Linked DNA regions of Mus musculus: all the other regions are linked to region 1. A link is a contact called in public HiCAR-type and HiChIP or PLAC-seq data. All regions are on one chromosome and are shown on one strand. Each heading gives the region's core, a stretch centred on a gene start, on an enhancer-like site or on the middle of the called end of the contact. The rest is flanking DNA. Distances are from core to core; before and after follow the strand shown. Region 1 holds the start of Insyn2a (inhibitory synaptic factor 2A). Region 2 overlaps Fank1 (fibronectin type 3 and ankyrin repeat domains 1). Region 3 holds the start of Fank1 (fibronectin type 3 and ankyrin repeat domains 1).

Region 1 (4,488 bases), core at 868-3,367:
CATTGCCTCCTCTAGGTAGCCATTGCGGGGATCATCACTGACACTGTCTCTAGAGACACCTAACCAGCTCACAGCGCCGCTTGTGGCTGAGCTCTGGCCTCCTCTGCACACTTTTCTGTCTATCTGATTTTACTCATGGATCCCAAAGCCAAACCTTCTATTCTCAATGGTGCCACTCCCACATTGCCTGGCAGATGTGCAGTGACATACTTAAGAAATAGGAAAAGGGGTTTCTAATCTTATGGATTTACAATAAGGTAAGATTTACAGAAAGTTTTCTGGACAGAATTCCCAAAGATGTAAGAGCACACCTGGGGAAGGGGGCAGCGGGAGGCATGTCAGGCAGGAAGTCTTGCCATCTGCTGTTACACAGTCCCATCCTACACAGCCCTCTGGCTTCTAGCTGGGTAGCAGAGTCTATTCACCCTTGCAGACTGTCCTAGTCAGAGTTACTGTTGCTGTGACGAAGTGCCATGAGCAAAGGCAACTTGAAGAGTAAAGGGTTTAATTCAATCATAGTTCCAAATCACTCTTCATCATTCAAAGCAGTGAGGGCAGGAACCTAAGCAGGGCAGGAGCCTGGAGGCAGGAGCTAATACAGAGACCATGCAGGGTCCTCCTTACTGGCTTGCTCCTCATGGCTTACTCAACCTACTTTCTTACAGAACCCAGGACCGCCAGCCCAGGGATGGCAGCACCCACGATGGGCTGGGCCCTCCCCCATCAATTGCTAATTAAGAAAATGCCTTTCAGCTGGGTCTTATGGGTGCATTTTCTCAATTGAGGTTCCTTCCTCTCAGATAACTCCAATTTGAATCAAGTTGACATAAAAGCAGCCGGCACACAGGCCCTTTCCCCAGCCAGATCCCAGCCGCCTCCAGGCCTAAAGACATAAATGGGCTGGCAATCAGAATTGGGAGAATCTGGGTCCTAAGGGGCATTTTAAAGAGTGGGAGGGACAGAGTCTGGGTTCCTCAGGCTTGGTGCTCTCTCCATGCAAAGGGAAGATATTTTAGAATGACCTCCTCCTGAAACGTGTGGACACATCATCCTACATAGACAATGCAGTATCTTACAGAAAGCCCTTTGAAAGAGCTGAAAGTATATATAAAACAGAGAGCTGGGCTCTATCAGCCCACTGTATGAGGATAGAGCAATGGAGTGGCCTGGAATACTAAGATGGGATACAGGGATAAAAGGATACATAGAAACAAACCAGAGCCTGTCTTCTGTCTGAAAGGTGTGCTTGTAGGGGTGGGTGATTAAGAGCATTTCCCATCTGAATCCCAGTTCATTGGCCAAAGCTTACCACCATGTTATCGGTGGGGGCTACTTTCCAGTATGTCTCAGGTAGGGCTGGGAGACCTGTATGCAAGAATACTTAGTCCCAGTGTCTGCTCCTCAGCCCTGCTAGGCATCGGGGAAGACCCTGAACCTGCATCAGAGAGCTCACAAGACTCTGGTGGAGTTTGGGGTATATGCTGGGAATTGTCCTCTGTTCATGCTAAAGAAATCTCTTTTCCGAGTTTATTTAACTCTGATCAAAACAAACACAATCTCCCACTGCCTCTCTAGGGGGGTGAGGGGCAGAGGGACTAGGAGGTCCAGATGAGGAACAGTGGAGATGCCTGCTCTGACATGTCCACAAATTATCAGGATGCAACAGAGCTGATAGGCAGGCAGACACTCTCTACTTTGTCCCTAGGCCAATAAACAGGTCTGCGTTTCAAATCCTTATTTGAGGGACAGACTCCTGGTTGGTTACAAACGTAAAAAAATGCAAGAGAAACCTTCATCCCTAGTCTCTCCAAAGACACATCTGCAGGTGAGGGGGCGGGCGCCTTGCCCAGATGTCCACTCCCATCTAGGGTATTAACTACCCAGCAGGGGTAGGCTGGTTGACACCACAGAAAGCCATCAAGCAGGGTTTCCTATAGACAGCCCCACTCCTGAAGAAGAAATCAATAGGGTCCCCGTGCCTGCCTGAGGTGGCTCCTAGGTAGACTCAACAAGTTCCAGGGGCCCCGCAGCGCCGCCTGCAGCTCAGAAACCCTAGGAATGTGGCTGAGGAGCTCCGCGCACAGGCAGCAGCCAGCGGCTGCTTCCAGCACCTCCTCCTTCTCCTCCTCCTCCTCTTGCCCGCGATCCGTCTCTGGCTGGAGGGGCTCCTTCACGCGCCCGGCCCCCGCCCCACGCACGCGGCCTGGCCCGCCCCCGCCCCACCCCCGCCCCACGGGCCCCGGGGCTCCGCCCGCCTCGGTGGCAGGCGAGCGCACAGGCGACTGGCGCGCAGCTCCCGGTGCCCTCTCTTCAGTCCTCTGGCCGCTCGGCTGCATAGAGTAGCCGGGACCTGGTGCCTCGGCCAGGACTCCCCTCCCGCTCCCTCCCCGTCTCCGCCCCCTCCTCCCGGCCCCGGCTCCCGGATCTCGCCGAAGACAATTGCAGTAAATGAGGACATCTGAGGAGCACGGAGCCGGGTGGCTGTGGCTGGCTCCGCCGCGCCGCGATCGGGCGAGCGCGCGGGCGTCCCCGGAGCCGGCCGAACCACTGCCTCCCCGTGCGCGTCGCTGAGCAGGAGCCGAAGGGACTCGAGCTGCGGCGCGGGGGCCGGCCGGGCCGGGCGGGCCGGGCCCGTGGCAGTGGAGGGGGCGGGCGGCGGGCACGCAGCTGGCCAAGTCTCCGGAGCCGAGCCTCCTTCAGCGCGAGCCCGGAGATCCTTGCCGTGGATGCTCTGCCCCGAGTGCTCCGTGCCGCGCCAGGCTTGCCAGGGTCCGCGGCAAGACATGCCCGAGCCAGGCGCTGCACCGACCTCCACTTATCAGTAAGCAGCCAAAGGTAAGCAGAGCCCAGCATGCCCTCCTCCTGCACCCCAAGCCCTCTGTACTTGACCGCTGGCAGATGGGCGCAGACCCTGGCTCTTGCGCACGCAATAGCCCCTAAACTGGCTTCGCCTAGGTCCGGGACGGCGGGTGTAGCCCAGTGTAGACCCGGTGGCGGGCAGCGGCGAAGGTGGGGGGCGAGGTTACGCAACTGCATCTGGCAGGACCTAGTCGCCCAGGGGCATCTGGCAACTTTGGCTACAGTCTTGGAGGAGCGGGAATATGATGTCTATTCTAGACAAACGCCACAGCCTTGTGAGCACAGGACATCCTTGGCCAGGCAGAACTGGGCGGGAGGGGGTTGGGGGCTCTGGGGACGACCATCTCCCTGGAACGTTCGAGGTTTTGAAAGTATTATCCAAACTAAAGCGAACTGCCAAGTACAGTACAGCTGATTAACTTCAGGGAGATGGGGGGAATAAGTCTGAGCAGAGGGGCCCTGCCGCCTGCTGTTGAGCAAAGACCGAAGCAGGAGAGAAGGCAAAAAATGCCCACGTGAAATGTTGGTCTCTTCTCTTGGTTACGGGTATAGGCACCTTCTCTGAGCTGGGGTCTGCACCCCGCTGAGCTTCCGAGTGCACATGCCTGACCTGCACAATCGTGGGAAACCAACCGATGCTGCGGATCCTAGGGAGCTAGTGAGGGCAGGAAAGAGGAACGAACAGGGGCCAGCCCCAAGCAGGGGCAGAGACTAGAGCCCAAAGTCAAGAACAAGACTCGGCATCTTGCTTGTTCATGCTCAGGGTTCCAGGCTGGCGTCTCTGCTGCTTGAAAAAGAAAAGGAGCCTCTCCCTGTGACCTCAACATTCTACTACCCTGAAAATATGCCACAAGGAGATGGAGCCAGTGATAAAGGGATGCCAGAGTGGGGGAGGAGAGGCACCCCTGGAGTAAATAAGGAAGAAAAATGGGTGCCTTCTACTCTCTGCAGATCAGGGCTCAGGTCCCTTCCCCTCTCTTGGTGCATGCAGGCCTGGGGCTGGGGGACTGGCTGCCCTGTTGGACTCATGAGCTAGAGGCAGCAGGAGAAGCAGTTTAATTTGACCTTGTCTGCTTGGGTGCTGAAATTCTGCCGAAGCATCCCGAGGTGAAACTGGCAAGAGTGGGAAGGAACTTTGGGCAAGCCCTGCCTTGGCTAAGAACCCATGAGATCATTTCAGAGCACCAAGTCAAGGGCTAGCACAGGGTTGAGGTCAGTAGCTTGAAGTCTTTCTCTTAGAAAATGACTTGCGGGGGGTACTTTTTCACAGCCCGATCAGGGCTTGATCAAGGTTACAGAGCTAGGGACCTGATTAAAAAATACCATTCAGATCATAAAAGCTGGATCGCCCCCCATGAGTAGTTCATAAATAAGAAGGCTACTGCCTTTATGAAGCTGACGGTAAAGGCTGAACAGACCGTAATCATTGCACTCCGCAGAGGCGGAACATGCTGGGTTTTACTATTCATGGTGTGCTATTTCTTACACTCACATCCTGTTGAATGCTACTTTTCAAAGTTCATATTTATCTTTGCAATTTTTTGCAAGCATGATTAGCAAACGTGCACAAAACAGCTCAAAGAGGGGGGAAAAAAAGGAAGTCTTGCCATCTGCATACCTTTCCAGATA
Region 2 (4,183 bases), core at 432-2,931, 1.1 Mb after region 1:
TTTTTTTGGTTTTTCGAGACAGGGTTTCTCTGTATAGCTCTGGCTGTCCTGGAACTCACTTTGTAGACCAGGCTGGCCTTGAACTCAGAAATCTGCCTGCCTCTGCCTCCCGAGTGCTGGGATTAAAGGCCCGTGCCACCACACCTGGCTAAGGGTAATTATTTTACATCTGTATGTCAGCCACCATCTTACCAATGTTTGAAAACCATCTTTTAAAGGCTAAATCACACCCACCCATGAGCTGAGTCCTTGTTTCTCCAAGAGATCTGTGGGCAGCAGACTGGCCAGCCTTGGGAAGCTGGTCAGACAGCAGGACTGATAGCTAGACACTGGAGTTAGGGCCAAGCCAGGTTGGCACACACCCTGCTGACCTCAAATGTGGAGGAACCAGACCTACCTGTCTACCCAGCCTTTCCTGGTCTTTACTGTTGTCTCCTCGGTTAATCACACAGCTTGCTGCCAGCAGCCCCACCTTTGGAATCCAGCCCTGAACACACAGACCTCACTTCAGGGAAGGAAAGGACACTCTTCAGCTAGGAGCCTCTAAGCTTGCTGCCTCTCCACTAGGGCCATAGCAGGAGGAAAAACTGCTTCCCAAGGCTGGGCGGGCAGAGAGCATGGCAGAAACCAAATCCTTCAAGGGTCTACAAAGCCCAGTTGAAAATTCATATTTATTTTCCTTGCTAGGAAGAATTGAGTTTTTAATCTTCAGTACTGATATAGTTGAGAAGGAACACTTTGGGGGCTGGCACATAGCTCAGTGGCACAATCCGTTGCCCAGCATGAACCAGGTCCTGAGAGAAAAGAGAGAAAGCAAGGGAAGAAAGCATGTCTCTTCCGCGCATCACGTGGTAGTCTCTATCCAGCTCTCTGCCCTGTCCTTCTAAGTCAAGTGATGAGGTAAGTGCCTGTGCCTCACCTCCCTGTCTAGCAAGCCGAGCTTCTGACCTGGTGGGGGTCAGGCACAGAGATAACAAATGAGACCAAAAAGAACAGAAAAGAAGCAGAAACGAATGTGGGCAATGAAGGGGAAAAGGAACACAAATCTATAAGATAAATGTGGTCGCCCTGTATGACACTGGAAACCACCACACTCCCCAAAGTGGAGTTTGCTCTGATTAATTCCAGGAGGGCAGGAGGTATTGGGGAGAAGCAACCATTCTAAGGCTAAAGTGATGCAGAGATTCCAGCTAGCTGCTGCCCTGTGAAAGAGGACAGGTCTGCCCCAATAACACCCACAAGCTCTGCGCTGTCAGACTTCCGGGCCTGGGCTTCCTGACTCAAATCTGATTCTATTTATTCTCTTCTGGATCTTGTTCTGCTAACTCTTCTGGCATGGCATGCACAGTCATCATAGGCCAGGCCCGGCGGCAGGCACCAGGCACAGCTCTGTTCATCCACAGGGATCCCAAAGGGAAGGTCTGTCTCTCCTCTTACCCACCTATCCCAACTGGAGAGAGGCAGGGGCTGACACTCAGTCAGGATTCCTGATTCCTGTGCCCCTCTGTGACTTGCCAACTGTGCTGCTGGCATCATTGCGATGTAATGATTAATCTGCTCTATCTAAAATTAACTCAAAGTAAACAGATGCCAGCTGAAGTGGGGCAGAGTGTCATCACAAGAGACACATTTAGCAGGAAAGAGCTGTGGCAAGCCAGCCTGACTCATACTGACAGGGCTGTAAGGAGAGCTCACAGGGCACCAAGCCTTGGGACAGTCCCAGCTCTTGGCAGGCCACTGGAGGATGGAGTTTAGGTGTCAGAGAAGAGAAACCTTTGAATCAGACGTTTGTAATCATCAAAGAGTAGCAAGTCATTGACACAGCTCTGGGATCATGGGGCGGGAAGCAACAACCCTTCCTCAGCACCTGTCTGTCTGCTTGTTCTTTCCCTTCCCAAGAATCAAACAGACAAATTGTAACTGGGCTCATTGCCAGTGAGTCACTGTCTTGTATTCCCAAGACACGGGAGTCATTACTTTTTTTTTTTTTTTTTTTTTTTTTTTTTTTTTTGGTGTTTTCGAGACAGGGTTTCTCTGTATATCCCTGGCTGTCCTGGAACTCACTCTGTAGACCAGACTGGCCTCGAGCTCAGCAATCTGCCTACCTCTGCCTCCCAAGTGCTGGAATTAAAGGCGTGTGCCACCACTGCCTGGTGAATCATTACATTTTGTGCTTTCTGAAACATTGGGGGTTTTGAGGAGACAGAGTGTAAGTGGATAGCTGACTTCCCAAGGTTTGTGATTACAGACATGTGGCACCTCACTTAAAGCTCTTTAGAAGCTTTTTAGGGGGTCCAAGTGGCTGGCTAGCACTGGCTCACACTGAAGTCACAGCATGTTAGATAGAAGCAGCAGGCCAACCAGATGTTTATCTCATTAGTGTCTTCACACCACATCAATTTAGATTTCCAACAGCCAGACGTCTCACAGAAGGCAAGAAGTTCAGGTTGCCAATGATTTCAGTTAGTACTATGGGAAGAGACAGTTAATATGATACAATACCTACAGTACCCAGCAAATGCCTTTAATCTCAAACTCAGAGACAGGCAGGTCTCTTGGGAGACCTAGACTAGCCTGATCTACATCTGGAAGGCCAGACCAGCCAAAGGTACATAGTGAGAATCATCTTTAAAAAGAAAAAAAGATTATCTTAATGAGTTAGCAACTTATGGTAATGCTGGTCCCCAAGCTAAGGGAAGGAGCGTGGTGATCTGGGTTCATCGCTCCTTCCCCCCTCCCCCCCCCCAACACGTTTGTGGCACAGGTATTAGTCCTTTAAAATGGCAGAACCAACAGGCTTTATCCCATGTGCAAATAATTTTCACCAGTGGCATCCCAAAGCGGAAGTTCTACTTGACCTCCGTGAGAAAGATCTCTGGTAACCCCAAGACGGGGTGAGGTGGGGGTGGGGCAGGATGCTGTGTGATTGCTGATTCTGTTTTACCTTCAGTCAGCCAACCCGCATAGTGATCAGGACACTGACAGCAGCCCAGTCCTCAGTCTCTGCAGACTGACAATGTGGGACTCAGGTCCAAAGCTAAGGAGACCTTTTCATAAGCAGACCTTGATAGAGCATGTTTGATACCACATTTCTTGTCTGCTGACAGGTGCTGTTGGGGATTGTGTTTTCTTTTCTCATCATATAGACAGCCTGCAGTATGAGGTGTTGGAGGGAAATGAAGATAAATGCTGTGGACAAGAGCAGAATCAAGGACCCACTCCTAACTCTGAAGGATGGTTTAAAACAAGTTACGGATGGGAAAACTTATTAGAATTTGACACCATCAAAATAGCAAAAATCCAAATAGCCACTGTGTTCAAGTGGCTGTGGGGAGAGGGGAGCTCACACTTGTTGCTGCTTAGAGTGACAATGGTTGTGACCCCCACAGACCACTGCTGGAGTTGGGATGGACCATGTCCCCCTAACAGCCTATGTGTTGAAGGCTTGGTCCTCAGCAAGCAAATGCAGGTTAGGAGGAGGGGCCTATGGGAGAGTCTTAGACCATTCTCGGTTTGTCTGTGAGGAGACCGTGGGGCCCCAGACTTCCCTCTTCCTTTGCTATTTCTTGGTCATGGGGTAAACAGTCCATGCCACTCTGCACTCCCCGCTGTTGCCATCTGGGGGTCCCATGAGGACCAAAAGCAGTGGCTCAAGTCCTTCTTAAATTGAACTTCCAGAGCAGAAGCAGTAACCTCCTCCTCCACGCTGGTCTCCCAGGTGTCGTAGAATGGAAAGCTGCTTTAAGAAGAATGAGAAGAATGATTCAGGGCTGGAGAGATGGCTCAGTGGTTAGAAAACCTGGTGAGGACCCAGGTTCAATTCCCAGCACCCACATGGTGACTCACAATTATCCCTAACTCCAATTCCAGGGAATCTGACGCCCTCTTCTGATGACTGTGGGAGCACATGTGGTGCACAGAAAGAGATACATGCAGGCAAATTTTTCATACACATAAACCTAAAAAGAAAAAGTTTTTTAAAAAGAACAATTTAATTATTACAAAACTAGCTTCAAGTACTCCAGGCCTAAACTCTTCCCCATAGATACAGATGCACAAACACAAAATGTCAGACTCAAAAGGTAGCCACTTTTGGTTTAAGTAAAATGGCCACACTGGTCTCCCGCTGCCACCATAACCACAAACAGTTGCTTAAAACAACAGTCTTGCAGTTCTGGGGATC
Region 3 (4,170 bases), core at 1,433-3,932, 1.2 Mb after region 1:
CCCCACCCCGCCTCCCCAGATAACATTTCTTATTCTGCTTTCAAAGCCTTCTTGATCTCGCCCCTGTTTTCCCTCTGACCAAACAACTTTGTCTCCTCTTGTTGTTGTCTACATCTTAATCTTTTTTTTTTTTCTCTGCCCCTGAACCCCTTTTCCCCAAGTTTAGGGCCTATGTACAGGGAAATCTAATGGGAATCACCTCTCCTCATCCTTAGCCATAGTTATTGTGCAAGCCAACTATTTCATGCTTCTCTTGGAAGCCTGTCTTTCTGCCCTTCCCCACTTTCAAGCCATGGGAGGTTTCAGTAGTTCCCCAGTGGGTCTCTGGGACGATGCACTCTTGGCCTGACCCACGAGGCACTGTGCTGTGTGTTTACCCCCCCCCCCCCCCCAGTTCTTACAGGGAACACAGTAGGAACCAGAAAAGAGAACAAATAAAAGTATCGAGGGCTGAAGATTTTGCAGTTCGCAGTGTACAACTTTAAACAGTACTGCATACTTACAGAAAATAAAGCTGTCTTTAGAAGTTATATATTTCTCAGCTAAGGATGTAGTTATGTTGGTATAGGGCTTGTCAAAAAGCTATCACATCGATATCCCATCTTTAGCACCACATGGGGCTGGGGAAGGCCTATAACCACAGCATTCTGAAGGATCAGAAGTTCAAAGTTATCCTTTGTTACATAGTGAATATGAGAGCAGCCTGGGATACATGCGACCACACACACACACACACACACACACACACACACACACACACACACAGATACTTTCTCTAGGAAAAGATCACACACAGCCTGGCATCGGTTTGGAATGAGAGTAAATCCCTAACATTGCTGTATATTCATTTTTTTCCCAGCAGGTTGGATAAAGTGTACAATCCTTTGACTTTTAAACACAAATGATAGATGTTGTATAAAAATCCTACCAATCCAAGCAACTGTAACTCCCAACCTGTAGGCTTTATATTCAGCAAGTTAAAAGGGAGGAAGCCTTTAAATTTTCTTGTTATTATGAAATGAGTGTGTGTGTGTGTGTGTGTGTGTGTGTGTGTGTGTGTGTGTGTTTCCCTTAAGGAACATGGGATTTGGTCTAAGTATTTTATGTTTGAAACTATGCAAAAAAAGACAATTTGATTTATTTTTTAGCATCAAACTGAATCTTATCAAGGTTTGAGCTCTTTGGAGTCTCTAAGTCAAACAGTGTATTTGTTTTAAGAACAAAGGAGGCAATAAAACAGCATGGGTGGGGAGGAGGGAAGGAGCCTAGGACAAAGTCCCTGGAAAGGTTGGGAAAAACAGTGGACAGAGAGGTGAGTTCCAGGGTACCTCAGTTCTAGCAACTCTAAAGCACACATCTTCAGCCATCTATCATACACAACTTTGTAGCCCATCGTGGTAGCCCATGCCTTTAATCTTAGCACTTCATAAACAGAGGCAGGTGGACCTGTGGATTTGAAGCCAGCCTGGTCTTTAAACAGTGAGTTCCAAGCTAGCCAGAGAGATAGTGAGATTCTGTTTCAATCAAAACAAAATGAAAAACAGCACTGTAGCCCCAGCACTTTCAGAATGTGGAGCCATGAAGATTCTGAGCCACTGGTTCAGGAGGCTAGGTCACGAAGTTTGCCCTAAACTCAAGGTCAGCCTGGGCTGCAGGAGACAAACTCAAACTTAAGAGTATTTTTAAAAACAAAACAAAAACCAGGGCTAATGAGATGACTTCGCGCAAACAATGCTTGCAGAAAGTAAAAGAGCCAAGTTTGATGCCCAGAACCTCCATAAAATATCAAGTGTGGTGGTGTGATTTGTAGATTCAGCCCTAGAGAGCTGGAGACAGGATCACCTCTGGGGTTCTGCTAGCCGGTTTGCCTAGCCTAGTTCACTAGAGCTCTAGGTCAGTGGGACACCCTGTCTTGAAAACCAAGGTGGGAGCCTGAAGATGTGGTTCAAATATCATGAACACTGACTGCTCTTCCAAAGGACCCAGCACCCACAAGCCTACTCACAGCCTGCTTTTATTATAGTTCAAGGGGATTGGGTTCTCTCTTCTGGTCTCTGTAGAGGCACAAGGCACATGAGTGGTGCAGAGACATATACATGCAGGCAAAACATCTGTACACATTAAATAAAATAAAATAAAAATTTAAAACCAAGGTGGATGGCAAGAAAAGACACCAGAATGTCCCCTCTGGGTTCCACACAAATGTGGCACACTTGCATGTGCACCTGTGTGACACCTGCACACGTGTGCACAAACACATGCATCCGCACGAATAGTCAATAACAAAGAACGGAAAATTTAAGACAAACAGGAATGAGAAACTTTTGTTATGTATCTTATGCTGGGCGGAAGCACATGAATTATATATACCACAGACTTTAGGGATAAGATCGAAGAGAGGCAAGAACACATAAATTCAAGGCCCAGGCTCCATGGAGGTTCACTAAGACACTGGAAGCACTATTAACCATTCGTAAGCCCATTGCTAGTGAGGGCATCAGCCGTGCTCTGTGGAATCTGTGGATCATTTAGCCGAGGGTTCGAGACCTGGCCCGGCTAGCTCGGTCTCTGCTCGCACCCCAGGCCCTAGCCCGCCGCTTACTGTGGGGCTCCATGGTCAGCTGCTCCCGGGGGCCCTCGGGCCCAGCCCTGGCGGCGCCGCCCTCCTAACGCCTGTCTTCGTCTGGCGTCGCTCGGGTTGCCCTGACAACCGGGGATGGGCAGGCGAGCGGGCGGGCGGGGCCCGGCGGACGGCGAGAGGGAGGGACCAAAAAGTGACGTGGAAACGCAGAGCAGCGCACGGGCGGGAGTGGCGCAGGGGGGTCGCGACCCGGGAGCGCGGCGGCTTCAGCAGAGCCGCGCCCCGAGCTCGGGAACGCTCTGTCAGCTCCTCTAGGGACCACGCGAACGTCGGCCGGGCTCGGGAAGCTCCCGCCCAGGCTCTGGGAGGCCTCGGCGGCCGCCGCTGCAGGTAACGGCAGGGCAGGCGGCGGGGAAGCAGGGAGGCCGCGCACCTGTTGCGGCCCCGCCCGACCAGGCACAGCTGAGGGCGAGGGCGCCCCCAGCTCCGGAAGGAGAACCGGAGCTCCGGCCTGAGATCTTCTGGACCCTGGTGGGTTAAGTCTAGGATGACCTGAGACGCCCCAGTGAGAGTCAGAACAAACCCTGCTCCAGCCGGATGACTCGGTCTTTGCACCGCCGTAACCCCAAGCTAGAGTCAGGGTTACCCCTGCATCTGGCGTCCGTCCAGGTCAGGGTCCGGATGAACCCGGAGATGCCCGGGTGAGAGTCGAGATAGACCCTGTTCCTGCTGGAGGACCCAGCTTTTGCCTGCCAGTACCCATTCTCCAGAGTGAAGGGCTATTGCTTCAGGATGTTGCCCCAAGTCATGGTCCGGACTCGGCCTTTGCGCGTGGCAGCTCTTTTCCAGGGTGGGTACCCTATACCGGGATGTTGTCCCAGGTCAAGGCTAGGATGACCCTAAGACTCCGAGTATGGGTGCTCTCAGCTCCTCCTGGAGGACTCGTTCTTTGCACCACATGTTTCAGAGAGGGGTGTTCGAATCCGTTTGCCTAGGTGAGGGTGTGAAAGCTGCTCCTGCCTCTATAGTAGGCCAAGGCTGTCTACTGAGACTACGGGCAGTTCCTCCCCTAGTCCTGCTCTGTCTATCATCCCCACTGTCACCTATCATATTTCAGGCTGTGGGCCCCTTGTGGGATCTTGGAAATTGGTTTAGTTTGGTGTGTGTGTGTGTGTGTGTGTGTGTGTGTGTTTGTGTTTGTGTTACAATACTCATTTTTCCTGTTGATTTTTTTTGGGGGGAGAGGGGGGTCACTGAGTCAGCCAAATTGTGTAGGATACTGGTTTCAAAGACCAGGATCCAGGTTTTCCTTTAAGAAAGGTGTGAAGGGGGGAAAAACCCACTAGGAATTTTTATCTGGTATGGTGTAGAATTTTCAAACCACCTCAGAGAGTGTCATGGGTTAAGGAGAGAAGAGGGGGAAGCAGAGGAAGGAAGAAAAATGGAGAAGAGATAAGAAAGGGATGAGGAAGTGCGGAGAAACAGAGGAAATTGTAGGATTGATTTACCGGTCAGCGCTGGACATTAAAGGCCTTCCATCAACCCCTACTGCTGCCATAGACAGGACTAGAGAAAAATGGAAGGCCCAG

Evidence for each region. HiCAR-type assays count read pairs that join an accessible place to other places. HiChIP or PLAC-seq counts read pairs in DNA pulled down with a chosen protein or histone mark.
Region 2: a contact with region 1 is called in an H3K4me3 HiChIP or PLAC-seq map of forebrain, with 6 times the contacts expected there. The contact joins the enhancer-like site here to the promoter of Insyn2a in region 1. A contact is called at or near these places in 4 of 39 promoter capture datasets (the 3T3-L1 cell line, cranial neural crest, embryonic stem cells and 1 more), 1 of 484 Hi-C or Micro-C datasets (cortical neurons), 5 of 115 datasets of contacts at active chromatin or transcription factors (embryonic forebrain, embryonic hindbrain, embryonic stem cells and 2 more) and 2 of 9 other capture datasets (adipose tissue and embryonic stem cells).
Region 3: a contact with region 1 is called in a HiCAR-type map of astrocytes, with 4 times the contacts expected there. The contact joins the promoter of Fank1 here to the promoter of Insyn2a in region 1. A contact is called at or near these places in 2 of 39 promoter capture datasets (the 3T3-L1 cell line and embryonic stem cells), 2 of 115 datasets of contacts at active chromatin or transcription factors (astrocytes and forebrain) and 2 of 9 other capture datasets (adipose tissue and embryonic stem cells).

The regions. Positions count from the first base shown.
Region 1 is chr7:134,936,059-134,940,546 of GRCm38.p6, reverse strand. Insyn2a (inhibitory synaptic factor 2A) reads left to right here and starts at 2,117. Exons shown (of 4, transcript NM_001143802.1): 1 at 2,117-2,835. All of the region lies in intron 27 of Dock1 (dedicator of cytokinesis 1), which reads right to left.
Region 2 is chr7:133,791,174-133,795,356 of GRCm38.p6, reverse strand. All of the region lies in intron 1 of Fank1 (fibronectin type 3 and ankyrin repeat domains 1), which reads right to left. Among named protein-coding and RNA genes, the nearest start is that of Fank1, 16 kb to the right of the region's middle. Within about 2 kb of position 1,681, at least 132 of the 459 cell types and tissues checked have an H3K27ac peak or open chromatin away from gene starts, as enhancers often do. A contact at or near this core is called in adipose tissue, cortical neurons, forebrain and 1 more, where this site is marked.
Region 3 is chr7:133,775,403-133,779,572 of GRCm38.p6, reverse strand. Fank1 (fibronectin type 3 and ankyrin repeat domains 1) reads right to left here and starts at 2,682. Exons shown (of 11, transcript NM_025850.2): 1 at 2,603-2,682. The coding sequence starts at 2,615. It overlaps Dhx32 (DEAH (Asp-Glu-Ala-His) box polypeptide 32), which reads left to right and starts at 2,770. Exons shown (of 12, transcript NM_133941.2): 1 at 2,770-2,971.